Regions from separate parts of the Sus scrofa genome. Here regions 2, 3 and 4 are each linked to region 1. A link is a contact called in public HiChIP or PLAC-seq and promoter capture Hi-C data. All regions are on one chromosome and are shown on one strand. Each heading gives the region's core, a stretch centred on a gene start, on an enhancer-like site or on the middle of the called end of the contact. The rest is flanking DNA. Distances are from core to core; before and after follow the strand shown.

Region 1 (6,523 bases), core at 130-2,629:
TACACCTGGCAAGAACTACCCAGTTATGTTAAAGTGTGAGTATGGTACTCGCCTTCTCTCCTTCATTTGGATTCTTATCAGGGTGGTACTTCAAGGCCAGTTTCCTGTAAGCCTTTTTCAATTCTTCTTGGGTGGCATTGGGTTTGACCCCCAAAACATCATAGTAAGTGGTTTCTTTCACCATTTTCTACAGCCTGAAATAAAAAAGTTCAATTTTAACTACTTTCAACTGGTAGTTTTAATTAGTAAAAATCAAGAGTTTAGGCAAAGAAATTTGTTCTTTGCCAAATCTGATCATAAGAACATCACCTTCCCTAAATTTCACAGAGACGGTAACAAGTCCTTTGATAATTCAGCCATTAAATTCTAACAGACTAAATATAAGCTAATAATTATCAGGGAATAATTAAGAAACCTCCCATACTACTTTGTTCCCACTTTCCACCTGAAAACCTCCATCTCGATTCTTCCTGTCTCCCCTCCCCATTAATGACAGGGCAGTAAAGACAAGACGCACTAATAGGTTCAGTCCACTGTCATTATCATCTTTGGTAAATCTGATAAACCATACACTTCCTAGAAAAGACGTCTGGGCACAAGGCGGGGAGGAAGCTCCAGAAAGCAAGCTCCCCTCCCCCTCAATCCTGAGACTGTTTCTCAATCACAGGACCTACAGCTTCTCTGCTTTGAACGCCGAACCCCTCTTGCCCCACAAGCCAGCATAGCTTACATGTTCTTAGGTTTCCCCCTGCACTTAGCGCCGAGCGTTGGGCTTCCTTCCTTTCTTCCTCCGACTCAGGAGCGAAGGGGTGGGAGAAGCCCAACCCTCAACAAAGAGAAGGAGGGGAGACCGGAGATGCGAAAACCGCAGCCTCCGCCAAGCTCCTCCCGCAGCCCCTCGCCCCTGGCTCCTCCTGCGCGTGCGCGCAGAATCGCCCCCACCCCCACCCCACCCCCAGCGAGGGCGGGCGGAGGGAAACCCGGAGGCGGCAGATCCTTGGAGACCCCCGGCTAGATAGGCGAGGGGAAAGCTTCTGGAACGGTATCGGGCCCAGCCGTTGCGCACCAGCAAGGGCTGCCGGGACACCCCCATCAATTCTACAGAAAGGGAATCGAGGATACAGGAACCGACAGCCCCGCAGCCCACGCGGAGCCAACCGCCACTTGACCGCGGCTCCATCCCAGTTCCCGGAGCCGCTAATGGCGCAGGCCTGGGGACCAGAGGAAGCGTGAAAGCAGAAACTCACCGGTGAGCGGGCCGAGGCCGATGTGGGGGAGCGGGAAGGAGCGCGTTTCTGTGCGCAGCTCGGGCAGCCGCCGCTCCTCCGCCTCTCACCGAGCGTTCTGGAAAGTTCCGCCCGGCGCGCCGCAACCGTCGTCTTTTGTAGCCGAGTCGCGGCGCGTCACCCGCCGGAAGTCCCACCCCCTCCGGCTGCTGCCACCGCCCCGCGGTTACCTGGGCAACGGCGCGGGGGTGCTCGGAGTGGGAGGGACTCAGCTGAAGGGCCTTGTGGGGGTGGGCTCAAGACTGGGTTCCTGCAGCTCGTAGAACTTTCTGGATCCCCTTCCTCCACCCAGCGGGCCCTAAAGTCTGGAAGTCTTGGGCGGGAACAGGGATTTGCCCAGTAGCGCTGCGATTCCGTTCCGGGCCAACTCAGGATTCACAATCAGGAGAGCCGCCGCCACCGCCGCTTGCTAGAGCTCGGAGAGCTGGGGAACAGGGACGCTGGCCGGGGCGGTGTGCGGTACAGGAATCTCTCAGAACAAAGCCTTGCCGCACCTGCTCTCCGCCGGCGCGTTTGACACCGCTTTTGGCGTCTCTAACCGGTTTAGTTTCTTAGACCTGAGGTTCTGGGAAGCCATGGAGCATGAACTTCTGATCAAGACGGTTGTGGGCTCCTGAACAGTCTCAGGCCTTGGATCTTGCTTTTTTTAACGCGCTGTCCAAAGCCTCGTAATTCACTGAACTGCGAAGTTGGAAGAACCCTCCGTGCAAGTTTTGGCCCCTGTACACACGATATATACTTTGGGCCTTGTAATACGTTGTGCTCAGGCAGCTCTAAACAGGGAAACGTTTGGAATACTTTGGTGCAAACCCAGGGCCTTGGAACCTCTCAGGCCAGGCATTCACCTGGTTTGGCTAGCCTAGGCACAGTAACACCAAGAGTGGCAAACTTTTTTTTTTTAAATAAATGTTATTAGAGTTGACTTATAAACATGTTTCAGGTGTCATCAGTTCACTTGAAATCAGTATATCAGTTATACATATAGCCATTCCTCATCAGATTCTTTTCCTACATAGATTATTACACGGATGGTTTTAATTATTGGACCTAACAATTAAGTTCTACCAGTCTGTGAGTCTGAATCTGTAGTTTGCAAAATGAGTCCTTGGGGCTTTCAGATGTTGAGCCTGGGGCATAATGGCAAATGTGGTCTGTTTTCTTTATTTAATAACAAAACATTGGAGTATCTAGCATCGGAGAAGATGTAAAGTTGAATAAGCTCTGTACACATTTTAGTAGGGAGACGAGAAGTGAACTAACTATAAGGGAAGTGGAAGATAGAGTTCAGCGAGGAAAGATCTTGTATGTTCACTTGATGGAACAGAGAAAGCTCCTTTGGGAAAGTGGCAGTTGAGCTGAGTTTTGAAAGAAGAGGAGTATTCCCAGAAAAGGACAAAGTGCAAGGGAACCTAAGGTTAAGGTGTGAAAGAATATGATGCTTTTAGGAAATTGCAGTTATTTGACTATAGCCAGAGCTAAGAGCTGGAGTGACAGGAGGTGAGGCCTCAGAGGTAGTTGGAGAGCACCTGTTGGTGTATCTTACTCAACTAAGGATTTTGAACTTTACCCTGGAGTTATCCCCAAGCTTATCACCTCAGCCTTATCTCTTTAAGTTGTCACTATCTGCATTTTCCCAAATGCACTTTTTCACCTGTTTTTGCTTGTGCTCCAGCTGACAAACCCTTAACATTTCCAATCTTAGGTGTTGCCATCTCAGATATCACCTCAGGTATAAAGGGCTTTGTTTTGTTTAATCAGCAGTTACTAAAAGTTTAGTACTGGAGTTCCCATTGTGGTTCACCAGGTTAAGAACCCAGCTGGTATCCTTGAGGATGTGGATACATCCCAGGGGACACCTCTCAATGGGTTAAGGATCAGCATTGCTGTGAGCTGTGGTGGCAATTGCAGATTGCTGTGGCTGTGGTGTAGGCTGGCAGCTGCAGCTCCAATTCAACCCCTAGCCTGGGAACTTCCATATGCCTCAGGTACTAACCCCCCCCCCCCACAAAAAAAAGAAAAAATAAAAGTCTAATATTGCCAGGCAGTGAACTAGGGCTTGATAATATAAAAATCACCTAAATTCTTGTCCTGCCCTCAAGGATGAATGCCAATGTTAAGCATATGAGGTAAACATCAGTATGGTGTATATTAAATCACATCAACCAAGATTTTCCACAGTGAATGTTACCATGCTTAGTGTTTCTTAAATGTTACCATGTTTAGTGTTTCTTTTTGCCTGAGGAACCCAAGTGAAATTCATACAAGTATTAGAAAGATGAAAGTGTGATACAAACATGAAGATAGCTTAGAACTAATAACTTATCACTCCAATGGCAAAGTTAGGTGATGCTTAGTTGTCTTAAAAAACATTATTAGAAGTTCCTGCTGGAGTTCCTGTCGTGGTGCATTGGAAACGAATCCGACTAGAAACCATGAGGTTTGGGGTTCTATCCCTGACCTAACTTAGTGGGTTAATGACCTGGCGTTGCCCTGAGCCATGGTGTAGGTCACAGACACAGCTTGGATCCTGTGTTGCTGTGGCTGTGGTGTAGGCTGGCAGCTGTAGCTCTGATTTGACCCCTAATCTGGGAGCCTCCATATGCCTCTGGTGCAGCCCTAAAAAAGCAAACAAACAAACAAACAAATTCCTGCTGTGGCACAGTGGGTTAAGAATTTGACTACAGTGGCTCAGGTCACTGTGGAGGCTAGGGTTCAATCCTCCACAGCTCAGCAAAATGGGTTAAAGTCTGTTGTTGCTGTAGCTGTCGTGTAGGTCACAACTGCAGCTTGGATTTGATCCCTGGCTGGGGAACTTCCATATGCTGAGGGTATGCTACAAGGGAACTCCCTTAAAAAGAATTCTTATTTACATAAAATACAAAAAGATTAGCAGTAATTTAGAATATGATCTTTTTCGGTGAAGAAATAGGATCATTTTTTACGTGTTGTTCGCAATTTTCCCTTTTCACTTAATTTATTGTCATCTTACCATGTCAGGATAAATAAGTCTGGCTTGTTGTTTTTAATAACTTCATAGCGTATAGTGTGTAGGTGCTATAATTTATTTAACCACTCCCCTATTGGTGAGCATTTTGGTAATTTCCACTGCGTTATGAATAATGTTGCAGAGAAATTCTTAAATATACCTTTGGGTAATTGTGAAAGTATTTCTGTAAAACAGAAATGGCTTTGTCAATGTGAATGCAGATTTAAAATTGAATAAATAACTTTCCATGTTGGTTTGTACTGTCAGCAGTATGTGAGTGGGCCTTGCCTATATGGGAGGGATCTTTTTTTTTCTTTTGTCCTTGCTAACCTTTTTTAGAGATTAAAAAGTGATATCTTTTATTTTAATTTAAGTTTCTTGAATAGTGTAGTTAGCATCTTTTAGATATTTACTGACTGATTTTTCTGTCAACTGTCTATTCTTACCATTTGCCCACTTTTCTCTGGTGTCTTTGCTATTTTAATAACATATAATAGCACTTTTATATTAGGGATAGTAGGTTTTAGTGTGTCATATGTTGTGGTTATTTTCTCTAGTGACTTCATGCCTGTATCTATATGTATACATTTTGGCTGTATTAAGTTTTTAATTTTTACGTAGGTAATTTTTGATTACTTTCTTTTTTGGCTTCTCGGTTCTTTTCTTCTCCCTTCTTTTCCCCTCCTACTTCTCCTTCATTTGCTATGTTTAAAAGCCTTCACCAGAGTTCTCTGGTGGCTCATTAGGTTAAGGATCTGATGTTGTCACTGCTGTGGCAAGGGTGTGATCCCTGGCCTGGGAACTTCTGCATGCTGCAAGTACAGCCAAAAAAGAAAAAAAGCAACTCCACCAGTCCAACATTATGAATGTTTACATGTATACTCCCAGGTTTTTTTCTAGTGCATTCATAATTCCTTTTTTTTTTTTTTTTTTTTGGCTGCACCCATGGCATGCAGAAGTTCCTGGGCCAGGGATTGAACCTGCACCACAGCAGTGACAATGCTGGATCCTTAACCACTAGGCCACCATGGAACTCCTCATGAATCCAACTTTTTTTTTTATAACCACACCTTCAGCTTATGGGAGTTCCCAGGCCATGGCTCAAATGCATGATCTTCACCACAGCTGTGGCAAGACCTGATCCTTTAACCCACTGGGCCATTGCAGGGCCTTCTGTGATTCTGTTTTTTTGTATTTAAGTCTTTATTCCACCTGGAACTTCTTTTGGTATAAGTCTGAGGGTTATTTGTAACTGAGCTTTCTTTTTCTCCAGATGGTGAGCCAGTTTGTCTAACTATTTTAATACTCTTGTTTTTCCTAACTAATGTGAAATGCCACTTTTACTGTATACTAAATTTCCTTAAAATACATTTTACTGTCTAGTGGGCTTCTTTCCCCTCATTGCCCCTCCTTTTTACAATTTTCCTGGCATTTTCTAGTATTTTTATTCTTCCAGATGAGCTTAAGAATATTTCTGGCAGATTCCTCCAAAATCCCAATGTGATTTTGCTTAAGATTACCTTACTTTTATATATCAGTCAGTTTGGGGAGAATTAACATGTTTATATTGTTGAATCCTGCTACTTGTAAACAAGTTATGTTGTGCACATAACTGTACATTCACTTTCTTTTTTTTTTTTTTTTTTTGTCTTTTGTCTTTTCTCTTTTCATGGAAGTTCCCAGGCTAGGGGTTGAATCAGAGCTACAGCTGCTGGCCTCCGCCACAGCCACAGCAACGCTGGATCCAAGCCATGTATGTGACCTACACCACAGCTCATGGCAACGCCGGATCCTTAACCCACTGAGCAAGGCCAGGGATTGAACCCGAAACTTTATGGTTCCTAGTCAGATTTGTTTCTGCTGAGCCATGATGGGAACTCCTGTATATTCACTTTCTTTATGTTTCATGCTTAAAAAAGAATCAAACAACTAGATCCTGATCATTTCTTTTTAAAGGTGTTACTAGACGTTGTCTTCTTGTTGCTATCATGAATGGTCTGTTTTCTTACCATTATATTTTATCTCAGAGGTGTGTTTTGTAACTCTCACCAGATTTCAAGTGTCCATGGAGATAGCTGGAGATGATGGAAGGAGCAGCAGGAGCCAAATCTTAAGGGCTTGAGAATTATGCTAAAAGCTTGAATTTTATCTTGAAAGCACTTAAGGGATACCGGAACACTTTAGAGGTGGGGTGATATAACCTCCAACAGCTGACTTTTTTTTGGTGGGGTGGGGGCGTGCCTGTCAGGCA
Region 2 (6,786 bases), core at 1,939-4,438, 450 kb after region 1:
GAATAAAATACAAAACATTAGCTTATTAAATCAGAAATATATTTTTAAGGAGTTCCTGTCGTGGCACAGCAGAAACAAATCCGACTAGGAACCATGAGGTTTTGGGTTTGATCCCTGGCCTCGCTTAGTGGGTTAAGGATCCAGCGTTGCTGTGCACTGTGGTGTAGTTCACAGACACGGCTCGCATCTGACATTGCTGTGGCTGTGGCGTAGGCCTGCGGCTATAGCTCCAATTAGACCCCTAGCCTGGGAACCTCCAGATGCTGTGAGTGCAGCTCTAAAAGGACAAAAAAAAAAAAAAAATTTTAAAGTGTGCTACATCATGACCAGATCCCAAGAATTCTAGGTTGGTTTAATATTAAAAAATGAATCAATGAAATTAAATATGTTAATATATTATTACCTCAATATATTAAAAAAAAAAAAGCTGAGATATTCAACACCCACTCATGATAAAAACTCCAAGCAAACTAGGAATACAAGAAAACATCAGTATCATAATGGGTATGTAAGAAAACTAACAGCAAACTTGTTTACCAAGTCCAAGCTCATATTCCTTGCAGCACAACAGGCCAATAAATAGATGAGTTGGGGGCAAGGAATAGCAACTTTATTTGGAAAGCCAGCAGAAGGAGCAGATGGTGGTGTCCCAAAGAACCATCTTGCCTGAGTCAGAATTCAGGCTTCTTTTATACTAAATGGAGAAGAGATGTAGCTGGTTGTTGCAAACTTCTTGGGGCGGGAATCCTTTGTTCTTGCAGCTATCCATGTAGGTCTGGTCAGAGTGTTATTATAAACCTCCAAGGCAAATATTGTTATATTCTCTGCAGCAACTTTTTATCTCTATATGAGTGGAAGTTTTTTACCTTGGAAGGTCAGAACCTTGAGAATGAGCTATCCCGTATATTTCAGGCTCGAGGCAACATTCTTTTGAGTATGAGGAGCTCTTGGTGCAGAGCCAGCATGGCTGAGCACAAGCAACAGAGCACACGTTTAGAGCTAAAGGAGTATATTCAATATGGAATCAGGTTTATTCTTCTCTGTTACAAATTTTGTAATTAAAGAATGTTTCCCTGCTGAGATTAGTAATAAGGTAAGGGTATCAACTCATCACTTTTATTCAACTTTCTATTGGAGACCATAGGTGTTGCCTTAAGGAAGGGAAACAAAATAAAAGGCATGAAGATTTGAAAAGAATAAAACCAGGTATTCACAAGTGACATGATTGTTTACCTAGAAAAATTTAAGAGATATACAGAACAATTACTAGAGCTAAGTAAATCAATGAATTGCATAATCCAAGTGAATTGTGTAATACAAGGCCAAGAAACAAAAACCCCTTTTATTTCTATGTACTAGCAACAAACACTGAAAATGAAACTTTAAAAACAATTCAATTTAGGGAGTTCCTTTCATGGCTCAGTCGTTAAGGAACCTACTAAGAACTATGAGAATTCGGGTTCCATCCCTGGCCTCGCTCAGTGGGTTAAGGATCCAGCATTGCAGTGAGCCGTGGTGTGAGGAGATGTGGCTGGGATCTCATGTTGCTGTGGCTGTGGTGTGGGCCTGGCAGCTGTAGCTCTGATTAGACCCCTAGTCTGGAAATTTCCACATGCTGTGGGTGTGGCCCTAAAAAAAAAAACCAAAAAACCCCTCAAACAATTCAATTTACATTAGCATCAAAGAACATAAAATAGTTAAGAATAAATTTAACAGATATGTATAAGATTTGTACTCTAACTACTATAAGATATTGCTGAGAAAATTAAAGAAGATTGAAATAAATGAAAAATTGTTCATGGATTCAAATATTGTTAAAAATGTCAAATCACCCCAGGTTCATCCAATATGCTTTTTTTTGGGGGGGGTAGGAATTGGCAGGTTGATTATTTCATAGTAAAATGCAAAGACCCCACAATAGTCAATATAATATTTACCCAAAAAAATAAAGCAGTATTAGCAAATAGATAAGTAGAACAGAATAGGCCTGCACATATACAGGCAATTGACTTTTTTTGACAAAGGTGCCAAGGCTATTATTCAACTGGAGAAGGAAACGTTTTCAACAAATGAAATAGTTTGTGGGGAACAATTAGAAGTATGGGAAAAAAAGAAGCCTTGACCCTTACTTAGCTCACACCACAATGAGATTAATCTGAGATATCATAACCTAAGTGTAAAAGCTAAAAACACAAAGATTCTAAAGGAAAACAGAATATCTCTATGGCTTTAGAGAAGGCAAAGATTTACCAAGGCAATAAATAAAACTTAAAAGAGAAACTGATAAATATCTTTGTGCTCAAAGGGCACTTTTTTTTTTTTTTTTCCGGCCTTTTATGGCCACATCCGTGGTATATAGAGGCTCCCAGGCTAGGGGTCCAATCTGAGCTGTAGCTGCGTCCACAGTGACGGGGGATCCGAGCGGCGCCTGTGACCTACACCACAGCTCAGGGAAACGGCAGGATCCTTAACCCACTGAGCGAGGGTAGGGATCGAACCTGCGTCCCCATGGATGCTAGTCAGATTCGTTAGCCACTGAGCCACGATGAGAACCCCTCAAAAGACACTTTTAAGAAAATAAGTCACAGCCTGGGAGAAGATATTTGGAGTGCAGATATGGCAAAACTCCAAGCCAAATCCAACAAACAAACACCAAACTGTCCCACGTGTGTATTTCCTGTAGGTGCATCACCTGTCGACCCCACGCCAGGTGGGAATGAGCCCCTGGACGGCCATTTTGGAAGGTGACGTCTTCCTGTAAAGTTAGACTCTGCCCTTCCGACCCACACAACTTGGGAAAAGTGGTTACACCGCATACATTTGCCAAAACTCAGAACTGTACGCTTAAAATCTGTGCATTTTACTGTATCTCGACCGCTGTAAAAGCAAAACGAAGAGAAGATGAACCTCAAAAAGCAATCCCCAGGGGTCCTCTTGGGGCGCTCTAGATCCGCGAGCGCCCGCCGGTTGGGGAACCACGCATCCGAGAAGAAATGAAACCGCGCTGGGAAAGTGAGGGCTCGGGGGTTGGGCCGGTTCCGCCCTTTCCCAACTCGTCGCAGTTTCGATTCTCGGTTCTTCAGCTACTCCGCCTCCCGGCGCGGGGTGCTTTTTAGGAGACTCCCGGCTCGCCGGGCTTTAGTGCAGCCAGGCGCAGACGAGGCGCGGCCAGAAGCTGAGCCGGCAGTATGACAGCAGAGCAGCGGCGGAATCTGCACGCTTTCGGGGACTATGTCAGGAAGACTCTCGACCCCACCTTCATCCTGAGCTACATGGCCCCCTGGTTTAGGGACGGTGAGTGCTTCCCAGCCGCTCCTGGCCCTTGGAGCAAAAAAACCCAGTTCAGGTCTTATTTCCCTCTTGCTTTCACCTGTTTTTTCACTCAATACTGGGAGCTTGCTAGGAAGGCCGGGTTTGTGGCAACATCTCCACAGCATTTTAGACGAGATTGTCGGAGTTTGAGGTGCCCGACGAGGTCAAGAAACTGAGTCTCAACGAAATGAAATGACTTGCTTAGGGGTGCACAACTGTTTACATTAGAAGCTGGGGAAACAAGTCACTGTCCGTTTTATTGGTTTCTCCTAATAGTTCCATTTACCGTGTGTTAGGCTTTGTGCTGACATCAAAGATTCAGAAATAAGATACAAGTCCTTCCTTAATATACTTTACAGTCTCAGAATTTGGAGGTGGGAGACGGTGATTACAGAGTGCAGTCAGAAGGCCAAGGATGTTGAGGCTTACTCTGCGGGACCTTATTTGCACTTGCAAGTAACTGGAAGCTTGAGAGGAGCAAGACTCCCTGGAGTGAAAGGCTCCAGGCTTCGATTCAGGTTGAATGTAGTTCATGGGGCCCATGATGATGGAGAATGGCCATTTTACCAATTTGTGTAGAAGTGCATGGTGGTGAGGTGAGCAGGGGCTTGGGGAATAGAGGGAGACAGTGGTGCCTGGAAGAAGTCGAGGTGAGAGAGGGGATCTGGCTCCCCTACAGAGCTTTCCTGCAGTGAGGCAATTTTTGGAAATTGCATTAAAGCAGGCAGGTAACTTGAGAGCTAACTGCTGTGTAAAACCAAACCACAGGCTGTGGAGTGAGAGGTGAAAGAATGCCACCAACATAAATGGACCCCTCCACACCACCCCACCCTTGCTTTCTAGTTGTGCTTAGAGAGAAGTAACAAAATAACATCATAATAACCACAGAGGAGCTTGGGTCCTTGAAGACTCTAAGTTGGACAAGACCTCTGTATCTCTTTTAGAAATCCTTGGAATGAGTGACACCTAATAATCATATTAATTTCCTTTTTCCCATGCACTTGTGTATTGATTCAATAAGCCAGAACTCATGTGTCAGGTATTAGGCTAGCTTTGGAGGGAATTTACACATATTACTAGACATATTGTCTAATAGGAAGTGTTCTGTTGGGAACTGAGGGATCTATAGAAATGGTTCCTGTCCTGAGAGAGAGCAGAGAGCATGTGTGAATGCATGTAACCAAATCAGTAAAGTGTGGTGAGTGCTTTGATGGAAAACCATAGTGTGCTATGGGAGTGCATAGGTGGAGTAGTTTTTCAGAGATAGTAATTTTAATTTATAGTTATAATACAATCACAATAAAAACACCAAAGGTAAGTTTAAAAAAAGTAAGCTGAAGAACATTTTGTATACTCTTTTATTGTTTTGTTTTGTTTTAGGGCCGCACATGTGCATATGGAAGTTCCCAGGTTAGAAGTCTAATTGGAGCTACAGCTGCCTGCCGGCCTACACCTTAGTCACAGCAACACCAGATCTGAACACCGCAGCTCACGGCAACACCAGATCCTTAACCCACTGAGGGAGGCCAGGGATTGAAACGGTAACCTCATGGTTCTTAGATTTGTTTCTGCTGTGCCATAAGGGGAACTCCTATACTGCCTTATTTTTGAATGTCAAAGATATCATAGAGTTTTTATTTTGAGCCCTTCCCCAGAGGCAACTGTTTTCATTTAGTTTACACCTTTCCTGCTTCTTTCTTTATAATTTATCACAAAAACTTTTTGCTTTCTCCCCATCTTTCTCTGTTTTCTATTAGATTGATAAAGTTTCTCTATCTCCTGCTTTTTTCTTGGCTGCCTTAGAAGTTCTGATTTCTGTTTTAACTTTACTTGTGACAAATATACTTTATCAGTCAGGATTCAGTGAGGATTCAGGGTTCAGAGACACTAAGGAGCATTATGGCTGGATAGAAGCTTTTTGACTTATTTTTTTGCTTTCGTTAGAAGGCAGTGGGAACTTTTATGCCCATACAGAAGTTTCCCGTGAACACCGCCCCCCCATATATTTAAAGTACATTAACAACATCCACTGTCTTACTGTGATTCCTCTCTCCACATGTTGGATATTGTGCATGAGTGGCCTCTTGGGAAAGGAGCACTGCAGCCATGTTTTTCCCGGAGCGCTTGCTTGGTTACTGGGGTGCTCTCGGGCTTGGCTTATTCACAGTTATCCAGGATGTTTCAAGGTAAACCTGGGTATGGGTTACAGATTTTTTGCAACATCCCTTTGGAGTCAAGCCTAACTCTTATCCAGCAGGGGCACTGGTGGGCAGTATTCTAAGCACTTGTCCATTCTCTCAGCAACATATTCTAGACACATGCATGAGGCAGGTACTTTGTTGATGATGTGAAGAGAAAGATGAGTACAACATGCTCACAGTCACCCTCTAAGGGAGAGGATGCCTCCCCCCTCCCTGCTCGATGAGGACTCTACACTATTCAGTGTTAGCACTCCAATCAGAAGCATGGAAAGACAGCAAGAAAGCGCAGGAAAGAGATCAATAAATTCTGTCTTGGGAAGCTGAGGATGGCATCACAGAGTGGCCAGGAAGGCAAAAGGAGTGGGAGATACTGACTGCCCCAAATGCCAGTTCCCAAGCATTCAACTCTCGGTGCTTTTGAGGAAAGTAGCACAACCTAGTAGCAGCAGATATAGGGGCCAGGTAGCAGCAGGCTTGGCCCAACCATGTGCAGAGTGAAACTAAACGGACCAGGGTATGGTGAGGCATCTTACCTGGGAAAGTCTCAGCTGTGACTGGACCAACCTAGACCTCCATGTGGAGAACCAGTAATAGCTGGTAAGTAGCAGGGATGCCTGGAAACAAGAACCCAGCTGTAAGGACTGGGTTTAGGAATAGAATTAACTCACTCAAAGGAACAGGGTAGGATTGTGTGCCCAAGGAAGCCGGGATAGGTGACAACATAGGTTACAGTTATGGATTGAATTGTTCCCTCCTCCCCAAAAGATATATTGAGGTCCTAACTCCAGGGCTCAGAATGTGACCTTATTTGGAAAAAGGATTTTTACAGAGGTAATTAGTTAAGATGAGGTCATACTGGAGTAGGCTGTGTTCCTGATCAAATGGGACTGGTGTCTTCATACCAAGACTGCCATGTGCAGACACAGAGAAACAAAGAGAAGGCCATGTGAAGACAGAGGCAGAGATTGGAGTGATACAGCCACAAGCCAAGGAATGCCAACAGCTACCAGGAGCTGGGAGGGGCAAGGACTATATATGGTCCTCTAGAGCTTTCAGAGGAAGTGTGGCCCTGCCAGAACCTTGGTTTCAGACTCTAGCCTCCAGAACTGAGAGAATACTGTTGTTTTAGCCACCCAGTTTATGGCAATTTGTTACTGCAGACACAGGAAACTAATATAGGTGGTGGAAATTAAAAAGACAGGGGAGTTCCTGATGTGGCCCAGTGGGTTACAAACCCGACTAGTACTCATGAGGATGCAGGTTTGATCCCTGG
Region 3 (6,597 bases), core at 2,859-5,358, 400 kb after region 1:
GTTGCTCCGAGTTTGGGTAATTATGAATAAAGTTACTGTAAACATTTGCGTGCAGGTTTTCGTGTGGACAAATTTTTAACTACTTTGGGTAAATACAAAAGAACAAAACTGTTGGATTTTATAGTAAGAGAATGTTTCGTTTTGTAAGAAATCTGCAGTCTTCCAAATTGGTGCCATTTTGCATTCCCAGAAGCCATGAGTAATTGTTCCTGTTCCTCCAGTTCCTCCCCCACAGCATTTGTATTGTCAGTTGTCCAGATTTTGGCCGTTCTAATAGGTGCGTAGTGGTATTTCATTGTTACTTTGCACTTCCCTGATGTCATGTGATGTGGAGCATCTTTTCCTATGCTTACTTGCCATCTGTACATCTTTGGTGAGGTGTCTGTTAAGGTGTTTGGACAATTTTCAAATTGGATTGTTTGTTTTATTATTGTTGTTTGTTTTATTATTGTTGAGTTGTTTATTATTGTTGATAGAGTGTGGGTTCTCTATTACTCTTTTTTGCTCTCTATATATTTTTAAGAAACTGAGTTGCTTGTCTGAAGTTTTTACAAACTGTATTTTTTAATGTATCATTTTGATGTTATAAAAGGAGTTCCTTTCCCCCCGTATTTATTTTTAAATTATTTTCCCCTTATAGTTGGTTTACAGTGTTCTGTCAGTTTTCTACTGTACAGCAAAGTGACCCAGTCATACATACATATGTACATTCTTTTTTTAAATAAGTGGTTAGATCTAGAAACTTAATCAGATTCAATTGTTTGGCAGTTACTTTACAGGCAGTGAGGCAGTCTTCCACCAGGTGGCGAAGCTGCTGTCTTTTTGAGATTTCAGCCTCTATTGATGGGGACACTGATTCATTGACAAACTAATGGTTGCAAAATAGTGATATTCTAACTCTGCCATTCTTTTTTTTTTTTTTTTTTTCCTTTTGGCTGTGCCTGCAGTATGCAGAAGTTCCTGGGCCAGAGCCACAGAAGTGAAAATGCCACTGTACCACCAGGGAAATATCATCCATTCTTCTTTTATTAGGTTTTTAAGCCTCTTCGAATAAATTTCCACCATCAACTATTTTGTTACTTTAAGATGCAATTTATATAAAGAGGCCAGAAAATGCTTGATTTTCCTGTATTCATCAGTTTTCAAAATAATGAGTTGGTTCCCTAACACCATCAAAAAGTGATCAGTGAGGGTTTTTTTTTTTAATCATTATGAACTCAGTTTGATATGTGAATGTATTTGATATTTTCCATTCCACTGAAATCACTATACTTATTGATGCTCACATCATTTCATCCTTGATGAGTGGAAGTCTATTCAGGTTGTCTCCTGAATCCTTTTGACATAAACATAATAGTCTTTAAAAAACTTCCTTGCTTTCTGCTAAGACAGGATGTTCCAAGCTTATTTAGCATTTCCTAACTGGACCCTGAAATTAGTTATTTCTCCAAGGCATGGTTCTCAAAAGTGTGATAGGGGAACCCCTGTAGTCCCTATGATCCTTTCATGGGGTTTATGAGGTCAAAACTATTTTTATAATACTACTGACATGGTGTTTGCCCTTTTTAACTCTCACTCTCTTGCAAATATATATGGAGTTTCCCAAAGGTTACATGATGTGTGATATTATGATTATGCAGAAGCCACTATAAGAATTCTGTCACTTATTAAACCAGACATTAAAGAGATTTACAAAGATGTAAAACAATGGCACTCTTCTAAGTAATTTTTGTTAGTGGATATTTTGTTATTTTTAAATGTTTTAATTTTTTTTTCTTTTTAGCGCTGCACCTTCAGGCTAGATGTTGGATCAGAGCTGCAGCTGACAGCTTATGCCACAACCATAGCAACACCAGATCTGGGCCACATCTTTAGCCTGCACCACAGCTCTCCACAACTCCAGGTCCTTAACCTATTGAGCAAGGCCAGGGATCAAACCTGTATCTTCATGGATACTAGTTGTGTTCTTAACTTTCAGAGCCACAGTGGGATCTCCTAAAATGTTTTAATTTCTAATTCAGTGAACATCAATAGATATAACCCACATAAACAAAAGTTCTTTGGGGCATCAACAACTTTAGGAATTTTAAGAGATTCGGGGGAATTCCCATCATGGTACATCAGAAACGAATCTGACTAGGAACCATGAGGTTTCAGGTTCGATCCTTGGCCTCACTCAGCGGTGCCATGAGCTGTGGTGTAGGTCACAGAAGTGCCTCGGATCTGAGGTTGCCGTGGCTCTGGTGTTGGCCGGCAGCTGCAGCTCCCATTAGACCCCTGGACTGGGAACCTCCATATGCCACAGGTGCAGCCCTAAAAAAACAAAAGACCAAAAAAAAAAAAAAATAGATTTGGGGAGCAAAATGTTTGAGAACTGCCACTCCAAGGAATACTTGGTTCCTTTTAATGGAAAATGGTATTTAAAGATCACAATCTAGGAACTAAAGATGTTCAAGGTTACTGGGTTGGCCATTGTTTTTAGCCATTTCAATGGGGAGCACTAAGACAAAAATTATATATATTTAAAGATGAAATACATCATTAGTTAATACTGACTCTGTCCAAATTTAGGACTACAGAGTTTTAACTTAAACTCATACAATTTATCTTTGTATCTCCTTTCTCTCATAACACAAATCCCGGCCTAAACGTTTATTTTCAGTTGCAGGTTAACAATACCATCACCACCATCACTATCAAGGATATGGTTACTTAAAACAGTTTGACTTCTTTCTTTCTCTTTTCTTTCTTTTTCTTTCTCTTTCTTTCCTTTCTTTCTTTCTTGCAGTTCTTTTTGTCTTTGAAGTATACCTCTCTATGGATGTACAATAATGTGATGATTTAAAGTTACCTGAAGTGGGAGTCCCCATTGTGGCTCAGTTGTAACGAAACTGGTTAGTATCCATCAGGAGGCAGGTTCGTTCCATCCCTGGCCCTGCTCAGTGGGTTAAGGATCTGGCGTTTGCAGTGAGTGGTGGCGTAGGTCGAAGACTCAGCTCAGATTTGGTGTTGCTGTGGCTGTGGTGTAGGTTGGTGGCTGCAGCTCTGATTCAACCCCTAAGACTGAGAACTTCCATATATCTCAGGTACAGTCCTAAAACGCAAAAATAAAGTTACCTGAAGTGGTGTGTGTTTTTGAAATTATGCCGCCAAGCAGTCAGATCCATCTATTTTTACTTTTGATTTTTAGAGGGTGCTTTTTAAAAACCAATTTGGAGACGTTTAGCTTCTATCCTTCTTGTTTCTAGCCTACCCCCTTCCTCTTCCTATAGGTAACATTAAAAAAAAAAGTAATTTTCCTTTCCATTATTTTAAAAACTTGAACAAACATATGTATATATATACATTTAGTATCACTACCACCCTCCCCTTTTTGGATAAAAGGTAGCATACTATACATACTTCTCTCCGTTTAGCTTTTTTCTCTTAACAACTTATGTACTCAGTAGCTCTCTCCAGTTTTATACAAAGCATTTCATTTAGTTATTGTACCACAACTTATTCAGCCAGCCCTTTACTGAGAAATTGAGCGGTAATTTACAGGATTTTATTATAAAGAGTGCTGCAGTTTGTGCACATTCTTTTCATATTTTTACCGCTGTATCTTTAGACTAGAGGTCTAGAAGTGGGATTGCTGGTACGAAGGGTGAACGTGTCTAATTCTGCTGGATAGTAAGCGACTTTCTACTTCTGCAGTACTGATGAAGGAACAGACGAGACAGCTGCTCAAGGACTCTTTACCAGAACATGGATGTAAAGGGTCCCCCACATACTCTAGGTTACGGGAAGAGGACGAATTCCAAGGTGGGAGAGGCAAATGAATTTTGCATGTAGAAGTCACTCATTGAGTCACATATTCACATACTTCCAGCTCCCAATACACCAGTTCTTCCTGGTCAGAGCGTTTAGTACACTGACCTCTGATACTTCCTGTTTTTCATTACTTCCCTCCTCATCCGGTAGCTAACTGTCTGCCAGTAACCGCCTCTCTCTGGAAATCTGGGCGCGTAAAGCGGTGCGGGGGTCTGCAGGAGTTTGCGCATGCCTAGTCACTACGCGCAGATTGGAGCCGCTCGAGGGCAGGACCCCAGTGACGTCGTAACGGCGCGCCGCTCCCAGGTGTCCTCGCAAGGTCGCTTTGCAGAAGGGGAAGCGCGCGTATGTGACAGGACCCTCGTTCAGGGGCGCGCCGTGTCTTGCTTCCTTGGTACCGGCGGCGACATGTCGGGATATACGCCCGACGAGAAACTGCGACTGCAGCAGCTGCGAGAGCTGAGAAGGCGATGGCTGAAGGATCAGGAGCTGAGCCCCCGGGAACCGGTGCTGCCCCCGCGGCGGGTGTGGCCTATGGAGCAATTCTGGAATAAGTTTTTGCAGGATGGAGCCCCCTGGAAGAACGTGGTGAGTGATGGCCCTCTCCCACCCCCGCCCCGTCGCGGTCCCCAGCCTGGCTGCTGTGACGCCTGCTCTCTGTAGCAACATTAGGTAGGGACTGATTCTCCCTTTCCCCGAAAGTACTGGTAGTTTCCCAAGGGGGAATTAGGTTCTGCCGAGACTTGGGTGTAGTGGGAACGCTGTCTGGTTCCTAGAGTCTTGGCCTGGGGGTCAGGAGTCCGGAGCACGTTTGGCTTTGGGATTGTCATACCATTTAACTGTCAGGTGTGATGAGTAGGAGGTGAATCTTTGCCTGGGTTTTACAGGATGGTGCAGCCTTGCATCTCTTTTGACTGTGGGAATCTTCCCTCAGAATGGTAGCCAAGGATTCACTAGAGTTAAAATTCAGTGATTTCGGTATTTGAGGACATTTGTCTGATCTTTGAGGTTGAGATTATAGAAACTAACTGCCATTACACCGAACCTAGAAGACAGTGTGCTTCTAACTGGTAGTACAGCTCCATGTAATCATCTTATAAGAATGGGTCCTATTGGGTTCTTACTTTATGCCTGACATTTTTCAAGGGTTTTACATGTGTTACTTAATTTTATTTTGGACTCCTGTAAGGTAGAAATTGGTCCTAATCTTAATTTTAAGTGTGGAAACTGAGGCCTACAAAAATTCAGTGATGTAGCCATGGTCTCAGGGTGAGGAATTCGAGTTCACATTGAAATCCATGTGTATCTACTTTCTTACTGAGCTACGAAGTCTGGTGCACATTTTTCTGAGCAAGTGGTATTAGATACTTATTTACGGTGGTAAAATTAAACTCTAAGTCAACTCTCCTCTTTTCTCCCTTTGGATTTCTGACATTTTACTAACTGATTTGGCAACCACTGGTTGAAAGTTGACATACCACCCATCAAGCAAGCGATTTAAGGAAGTAAATAATAATTTGTTGAAATCTGACTTACTTCATGTTAACCTTTTCCATAATCATATCTATTATAACACTTAAAATTTAGATTGTCCTTTCCCTGAAAGGATAGGTCCTATTCTTTCAAATTGGCTGCCCTGGAAAAGTTCCAGTTTTAAATGACTTTTGCCTTTCCCTTTTTTTTTTTTTTTTTTTTTTTGGTCTTTTCGGGGCCGCACCTGCAGCATATGGAGTTTCCCAGGCTAGGGGTCAAATCGGAGCTGTATCCGCCAGCCTACGTATGCCACAGCCACAGCAGTGCCAGATCCTAGCCGCGTCAGCGACCTCCACCACAGCTTACGGCAACACAGGATCCTTAACCCACCCAGCAAGGCCAGGGATCGAACCTGCGTCCTCACAGATGCTAGTCAGATTTGTTAACCACTGAGCCAGGACAGGAACTCCTCTTTTTAAAAACAGTATGTCTGAAGGCAGCTCACTGAGCATGGAACACCCCATCCCAGTATGTAAGACATCCTTTTTCCAGCATTAGTGTACTCATAATTATCTGCCTTACATCTTAGATGGTACAAGTGATGTTGATTATGTATTTGAAATTGATAAATTAGGGAAATGAAAACTCTGTATGCTGATTATTCTGGTTAAATCTATTAAAATTATTTTTTCATTATTTATGCCATGTTTTGTCTTAAACTTATAATAGGGATATTTTTAGAAGTCTTTTAAAAAACGTATATCTATAAATACATTACTATATCTCTGCAAAATACTGCTTAAGCCTCCTTTGCTCTGAACTCTGGAGGTGTCACCTAGTAGGCACTGTGTTTAATAAAAATATTCGAATGCATGAAATTAGCTGCAGACTTTAAGGAAATATGTAACATTTAGGGATTTTACAATGAGCATGACGTTGTTATAGCATTGATGCTTTTTTTTTCCTGCCGCAAATGTGAAAAAATAAGGTATCTATTTCTTGTATGCTTTTTCCCCCAGATCTATAAGACATACCGACACAGCATCTTTGCTGTTACTCATGTGCTTATCCCTGTATGGATTATTCATTATTATCTTAAATATCATGTAACTGTAAGTATGCTTTAAGTGTATGTTTTTCAGAATTTGTTTTTAATATTGTGCAAAATTATTTTCTATGCGAGTATGCCTTACTCTGCTCTACTTAATGGAAATAATCTGCCATGTATAACTGATTTTGAAGTTGAATCCTTTTAGGTAAAAGGTTTAAGGAAACTTAAGTAATGTATGGTTTTTCAAAAATTTAATCTTT
Region 4 (6,724 bases), core at 304-2,803, 420 kb after region 1:
GTGCATTCTGCAACACCTGAGCCAAACAGTAAACTGGTGATGGCCTAACACATTCAGTTTCTGGGAACACATTACCTCCTTATTATTGAAGTGAAGATGTTTCCCTGCAACTTCTTTCAAGGGATTCTCCTATTTCTTGGGGCTAAGCAAAATAAAGATTATCTCTTTATCACTTTGTAAAGTCAACTTTCTTGTTCTTTCTGGTCATTTTGCTTGAGTGAAACTTCCCCTCTTCTTTCACTTACACCTTAAGACTTTGAATACTGGTTGCTTATCTTCAGACAGCATCTATTTTGCTTTTGTCCCTTTTAAAGTGTGAATGACAGAGCTGAACTAGATTTTCCACAAGGTCTATCCACATGGTGGAACTATCACCTCTGAAGACAAGATTTTTCACTAATGCATCTTTGTTTTTCTAGGGTGATACAATCCTGGAAACTGGAGAAGTAATCCCACTAATGAAAGAATTTCCTGATCAACATCACTGAAGATAACTTTAAAATTTCAAAGGCATATGAGCTATATTACCACACTTACTGAATATATTTTCTGGAAAAGTAACTTTAATAAAGTTTACTCTCAGATATGTGTCTTTTTCTTCCCAAACATTATACAATTTGAGACTCTTTGAATTATTTAATAAATAAAAACTGGGCATGTTAAATGATTTGAGCAAGTCACTTTTTTGGCCATTCTTGATTTGGAAAGAGGATGTAGGAAATTTAGTCACATGATAGTTTTTTTCTTACAGTATGTAATCTAGTCTTATGTGAAGGTATGCAACATAATGAAATCATGCAATAAATATAAGAAATTTTACACACTTTCAATTTTTTCTTTTTGCCTTTTAGGGCCGCCCCCCCCCACACACACATGTAAATTCCCAGACTAGGGGTCTAATTGCTACAGCCATGGCCATGCCAGATCTGAATTGCGTCCACCACCTACACCACACAGCACATGCAACTCCAGATCCTTAACCCAAGGAGTGAGGCCAGGGATTGAACCGGCATCCTTATGGCTACTAGCCTGGTTTGTTACCGCTGAGCCACAATGGGAACTACAGATTGTTTTAAAGAAGGCTTTTTGAGGCATTTCAAAAGTGTTTTAGAAACTAGCTTGAAAGGCTGTCAGATCCAGGTTCTTTGTTATATGAGATGATAAAAGACAAACCCCTAAATATTTGATAAATTAATACATTAACGGTTATTACAAAAGACTACACCAAAATGAAAGTGGAAACTTGTATTAAGGATTTTATTGTGAATCAAGACGAGTCCGATAAGCATGAGGTAAAGAACTGTATATACATAGAATTAAATTCAGAGGCGTTACAAATGTTCATTCGTCCCGAACATTTTGTCTGGGTGTTCCTTCTTTAGCTGTCGCCGCGCAGCTACAGTTGATGCATAGATGACATATCCCCATGAGAGTAGTACGACCGCGAGGAGCAACTGAAAAATGCAAGAAAAGGAGTAAAAGCAAAAACACGTGAGTGGCATTTCCTCCCCGCCCCCATCAGACAGCCCTGCACGTTGCCAAGGTGCAAATTTTAATAACAAACGAATAAATGGGGTTCCGGAGGCGAGTACACCAAGCCGCCCTGACGTAAGAAGCGGAAGAGCGTGTCCTCCAGGAAGAGGCGGAGTCGAGGTGAGGGAGTGAAAAGCTTAATTCAGGAATGGATTTTGGAGTTTTTGGGCGCTGAAGAAATACGGGGCCTTCCACCCGCGGGCCGGAGGAGTCGAGCCCTTGGGGCCCCGCCAGGCCCGGGGCCTACCGCTGAATAAATCCGGTCTAGGGTGCGGCGACTCACTGGCTTCATGGTAAGGAGGCGGCGGCGGTCCACGGGCACGGGCGGAAGCTACAGGCCTTGTAGTATCCTCCGGGGCGGTGGCTGCCGGGCGGCGGCGGCGGCGGCGGCCATCTTGCAGCCGGGCGCGAGCGCCCGCCCCGTCGCCTCCGCGCGCGTTTCCCATCGAGCGGCCGGCCTCTTCCGCCCGGAGCTGGGGGCGGGTCACGTGACGGCGGCCTAGCCCGCCTTTGAGGGAGGAGGTGAGAGAAACGAGGAATTATTTACTTCAAAAGTGGGTTTTTTGTTTTTGCCGCTGAGAGGGATAGGCTTGACTCGTCAGCCGATCTTCCTTCACTTGCTGTGCAGTATTAATGCAGGATAAGGTACTGTCGTGTGCATTTAAAAGTTTACTTGAAAAAAAAATCCACGTTTTAAATATTACACCGGCGTCCAGCGGTGGAAGAATTAATGTTTCCTCCGGGACTTGTTCCCACAACATAGGTAGTCGTTCGTGTATATTTATCTTTGAAGTAAGCTAGAATGCCGCCCGCTTTTATGTTAACTAACGCATCGTTATGGGAGTCCTTGTTAATTGAGCTTCTTTAAAAAGTCTTTGAGAACGCGATGGCTTGTTGATGCCAGTGATACTTATAAAAAGAAATCACCTGGCACGGACTACCTAGCCTAATGTACCTGCCAATCAACAAGTGTTGGTTGAACATTTGTGCTCAGAACGGTAGCAAGATCAGATAAATATTAAGCCAAAGGACGGAGTTCTGTACTCGGGCCGTTGTAGTAAGTTCAGCTCTAGAATGTTTGGGACGCGCACATTTGAGGCCTAACGGTAGAATGAGGCAACGGGCCGCTTTAGGCTCTAGATGTCTTGTCTCTAAGTATCTCAGTTATGAACTGCACAGAGTTTTCATCCAGCTTTCGGGGAGTGCGGAAGGAGGAAAACGTCATCTGGGGACGATTTCAAGGCTCTGTGGTCATAGGTAAAATCCCTGTTTATCCCCAGACTGGAATAGATCTCTGTCTCTGAAGACTGTAAACCTCGGACTTGGGATTCCATTCGAATCCCGGTGTTGGTTGGTAACTGCAACCGAAAGTCACTTCAGCTCCGTGTAACTCCGTTCCTTTATCTGTACAGCAGAGAGTTTCAGTAACTTCTCAGAGTTTGGTGAGGTTTGAAAGGAGATCGAACTAGTTACCGTGTCTTCCGGGTAAGGTAGAAGCGAACATTAACCCCCCTGCCGCCACCCCCCGAGAGATTGATAGTAACAGGAGTGAAGCTGTGGTAGCGATTTCTGTCTGGGGGGTGCTCTCGCCGCTCCCATTCCTGGGGCGGAGGGCGGTGGACGGTGGGGGAAGGGCCGGGTCCGGGCTGCGCGCGCTAGGCCCCGCCCTCGCTGCTGGCGTCTTCCACCGCGCATGCGTTACGTTGGCGGGTGCTGTGTTTTGACGCGCTGGGCCTGCCAAGTGGGTTTTGCCTTCTGCCACCGCCCCCAAGCTGCCATTGGTGATGATCGCTTTACGTCACAGGGGTCGCAGCAGCCGCCGGGGTCTCCGCTGTCTCGCGAGGAGGGTGAAGCGCCCCCGCCCGCTCCGGCTCTTGAGGGCCGGCGGAGAAGTCGCCGGGTTCGCCTTCGTGGGTCCTGCCGTCACCGACCCAGCTTTCTGGGCCGCCGGGAGCTTGCCACGAGCGCCCCAGCCGGGCCTGCACCGGCATCCTCCGAGGTGAGTGAGATCGGGAACAATGGGGCGCGGAGGTCGGAAGGGCTGGGCGAGCCCAAGCTCCCGCTCGCATCGAGGCCCAGGGGCGCGGGAGCTGCGGTCGGGCCTGAGGGGCCGTCGCGACCCGGCGGGCCGGGGTCTGGGACAACGGCTCCTGCGGCACACCTGTGGATCCACGCGGTTCGGGTGGGCGGGGAAGGGCTGCGTTTCTTAGCAGCGCTCCCGAGAGCGCGAGCGCGGCGGTGTACTAGATGGAGCTTGGTCGTAAGGGAAAAACCTGACACAAAACACAAAACAGTCGAGTCTGAATCGTGGCGTCACCTCTGTCAGAGATGTGACCTTGGATGGGTTGCCTAACCTCTCTGAGTATGTCTGTAAAATGGGAATAACAATATTTTAGTTCGTTGTGATTATGTAATGCACGCGGTGCTCACCCTAAGGAAGGGACTGTCGCTGTGGCTGTTGGAGTTGTCTGTGTACTGTTACATCCCTTGAGCCTGTGACTTCTTCATCAAGTCAGTGCAGCTTTTCTCACGGGCTGCTGATTGGTAGACTGGAAGGGGGCAGTACTGAGAAAAAACAAATAGTGATTTGAGTGCAAAAATGGATAGAATTTTTGGTAGGTAATTTTCGAGATTTTTTTTAGATGAATAACAACAAAGCTATCGAAGATTTAATAGCCGGTGAGAGTTTGGGGTTTTTTGCTTGTTTTTAGTCAATGACTTGCACAGTCACTCAAAGCAATCTTATCTGGAATGAGTGGCTTTAGAGGGGAATGGTTTCCAAGTAGTTCTTTTTAATTGCTGGAAATGAAATTAAATTTTGTGTTATGGTCAGTAGATTCTATAACTTCTGTTTGATTTCTTTGGGATTGGTGATGAAATTACAGTTCAGAAAGGTACAGTGATTTCTTTACTGTCAAAAAAGATAAGGCCCAGATTACTTTTAATACTTCGGGGTGTATATCTAGTTCATCCACTTGGTGAACCCATTTTAGCTACTTTGCTTAGATGTGTTAAATGCAACACTGATATTAATATGAAGATCATTTAGTTGTTATAGACTGTCATCTTTCTGGGCATTTATAATCCATCATGGGTGATGGAAACGACCAAGATTAACTTTATTTTCACATAACATAGAAAAACAGTATTAAGTTCTTACTGTACAGCTGTACATCAGAGTTCCCGTTGTGGCGCAGTGGAAACAAATCTGACTAGGAACCATGAGGTTGCGTGTTTGATCCCTGGCCTCACTCAGAGGGTTAAGGATCTGGTGTTGTGGTGAGCTGTGGTGTAAGTCGCACATGTGGCTCAGATCTGGCGTGGCTGTGGCTGTGGCGTAGGCTGGCAGCTGTAGTTCCAATTAGACCCCAGACTGGGAACCTCCATGTGCTGCAGGTGCAGCCCTGAAAAGACAAAAGACAAAAAAATAGTTCTTACTACACACCAAGTACTGTGCTAAATGTTTACATGGAATATATCCCTTCACACAACCACTTTTTTTAGTTAAGTACTGTTACTTAACCTATTTTAGAATTGAGAAAATGTAAGGTTTTGAGGAAATAAATAACTTTCTCCAGATTACACCCTAAGAAGTGGTTTTGATTCTCAGCCCTGGCTCTGCATTTAGAATTAACATCAATTTCTTCATCAAATGTAATCAACAAGTGATTAAATTGTATGTATATATAGTGATAATTTAAGGAGTGCCATAAAAGACAACTTTTAAGGAAGCGTGGCTTTATTAAATATTTAATTCTGCAGAGAAATCCTACTTTGTTTATATCACTGAAGTTTTTTAAATGTCCAGTCCGTGGTCTAATTTAGACTCTAGACTCCTGATTATTTATCACTTCCCACCTGCCCCTCTGATCCATTTTCCCTAGATATGTATGCTTGTTGATTATCTGAAATTCCCCCCAAAATGTGATATGAAGGGTTCTTAGCCCCAGTAAAGCCAACACATTTCGGAATCTGTGTAAGGGAAGGTTTTGCTTAATCAGTTTATCCTAAAGATGGTAAACTTTATGTGGAATTTGGGAAGCAGTTAAGGAAAAGTGTTCAGAAGAGCTGATTAATCTTCTCTTTTGTGAGGAAATTCATTTGAAGTCATTATTCCTAGAGTACTAGGGTAGAGAAACCTTTATCACAGCCTTCTTCTAGAACCTGTAACATTAAATCTACCATCAGGTCCACCTTTGCTATGTGAGCCAGAACTCCTCTTGCAAACCTACAAATCTTTTTTTTTGTTGTTGTTTTTTGTTTTTTTTTGCCGTCTCTGGGGCCGCTCCTGAGGCATATGGAGATTCCCAGGCTAGAGGATCTAATCGGAGCTGTAGCCATTGGCCTTCGCCAGAGCCACAGCAATGCTGGATCCGAGCTGCGTCTGCGACCTACACCACAGCTCACGGCAACGCTGGATCCTTAACCCACTGAGCAAGGGCAGGGATCGAGCCTGCAACCTCATGATTCCTAGTCGGATTCATTAACCACTGCGCCATGACAGGAACTCCCAAACCTACAAATCTTAAATCTCTCTTTTAGCCTTCCTTGTTTTATACCTTTATTTGTATTTATTTTAAAATTTTTGTTGAGATATAAGCTCACTTTTTATTTTTTAATTTTATTCATTTATTTTTTTTGTCTTTTTAGGGCTGCACCTGTGGCATATGGAAGTTCCCAGGCTAGGGGTTGAATCAGAGCTGTAGCCACCAGCCTACAACATAGCCACAGCAACTCAGGAACTGAGTTGTGTCTGCAACTTACACCACAGCTCACAGCAACGCAGGATTTATAATCCACTGAGCAAGGCCAGGGATGGAACCCACATCCTCATGGATCCTAGTCAGGTTCGTTAACCACTGAGCCACGAAAGGAACTAAGCTCACTTTTTAAAAGTAGAGGATACAGTGGGTTTTAGTATATTTACAGAATTGTGCAGCTGTGATCTAATTGAACATTTTCATTATCCTAGAGAGAAACTTTATCCCCCTCTACCAACCATCAATCTACTTTCTATCTATAGATTTGCCTCTTCTCTACATTTCACATAAAATAGCATACAGCATGTGGTCTTTCGTGATTAATTTTTTTACTTTTAGCATAATGCAGAGGTTTATCCCTGTTATGTCATGTATCAGTACTTTATTCCTTTTTATTGTCATATATTTTATTGTACAGAGATAGTACATAA

The links. Promoter capture Hi-C pulls out the DNA fragments that hold promoters and counts their contacts. HiChIP or PLAC-seq counts read pairs in DNA pulled down with a chosen protein or histone mark.
Region 2: an H3K27ac HiChIP or PLAC-seq map of alveolar macrophages shows a contact between it and region 1. The contact joins the promoter of DDX58 here to the promoter of DNAJA1 in region 1. A contact is called at or near these places in 1 of 5 promoter capture datasets (liver) and 1 of 2 datasets of contacts at active chromatin or transcription factors (alveolar macrophages).
Region 3: a promoter capture Hi-C map of liver shows a contact between it and region 1, with 2.6 times the contacts expected there. The contact joins the promoter of NDUFB6 here to the promoter of DNAJA1 in region 1. A contact is called at or near these places in 1 of 5 promoter capture datasets (liver), 1 of 47 Hi-C or Micro-C datasets (embryonic fibroblasts) and 1 of 2 datasets of contacts at active chromatin or transcription factors (alveolar macrophages).
Region 4: a contact with region 1 is called in an H3K27ac HiChIP or PLAC-seq map of alveolar macrophages. The contact joins the promoter of TOPORS here to the promoter of DNAJA1 in region 1. A contact is called at or near these places in 1 of 5 promoter capture datasets (liver), 3 of 47 Hi-C or Micro-C datasets (heart right ventricle, liver and skeletal muscle) and 2 of 2 datasets of contacts at active chromatin or transcription factors (alveolar macrophages and skeletal muscle).

The regions. Positions count from the first base shown.
Region 1 is chr10:33,444,177-33,450,699 of Sscrofa11.1, forward strand. It overlaps DNAJA1 (DnaJ heat shock protein family (Hsp40) member A1), which reads right to left and starts at 1,380. Exons shown (of 9, transcript NM_001244163.1): 1 at 1,248-1,380; 2 at 53-194. The coding sequence starts at 184.
Region 2 is chr10:33,888,623-33,895,408 of Sscrofa11.1, forward strand. DDX58 (DExD/H-box helicase 58) reads left to right here and starts at 3,189. Exons shown (of 18, transcript NM_213804.2): 1 at 3,189-3,294. The coding sequence starts at 3,189.
Region 3 is chr10:33,845,235-33,851,831 of Sscrofa11.1, forward strand. NDUFB6 (NADH:ubiquinone oxidoreductase subunit B6) reads left to right here and starts at 4,109. Exons shown (of 4, transcript NM_001044554.2): 1 at 4,109-4,401; 2 at 6,306-6,398. The coding sequence starts at 4,222.
Region 4 is chr10:33,864,414-33,871,137 of Sscrofa11.1, forward strand. TOPORS (E3 ubiquitin-protein ligase Topors) reads left to right here and starts at 1,554. Exons shown (of 3, transcript XM_013980194.2): 1 at 1,554-1,826; 2 at 3,338-3,532. The coding sequence starts at 1,824. NDUFB6 (NADH:ubiquinone oxidoreductase subunit B6) reads left to right here. Exons shown (of 4, transcript NM_001044554.2): 4 at 420-579. The coding sequence ends at 488.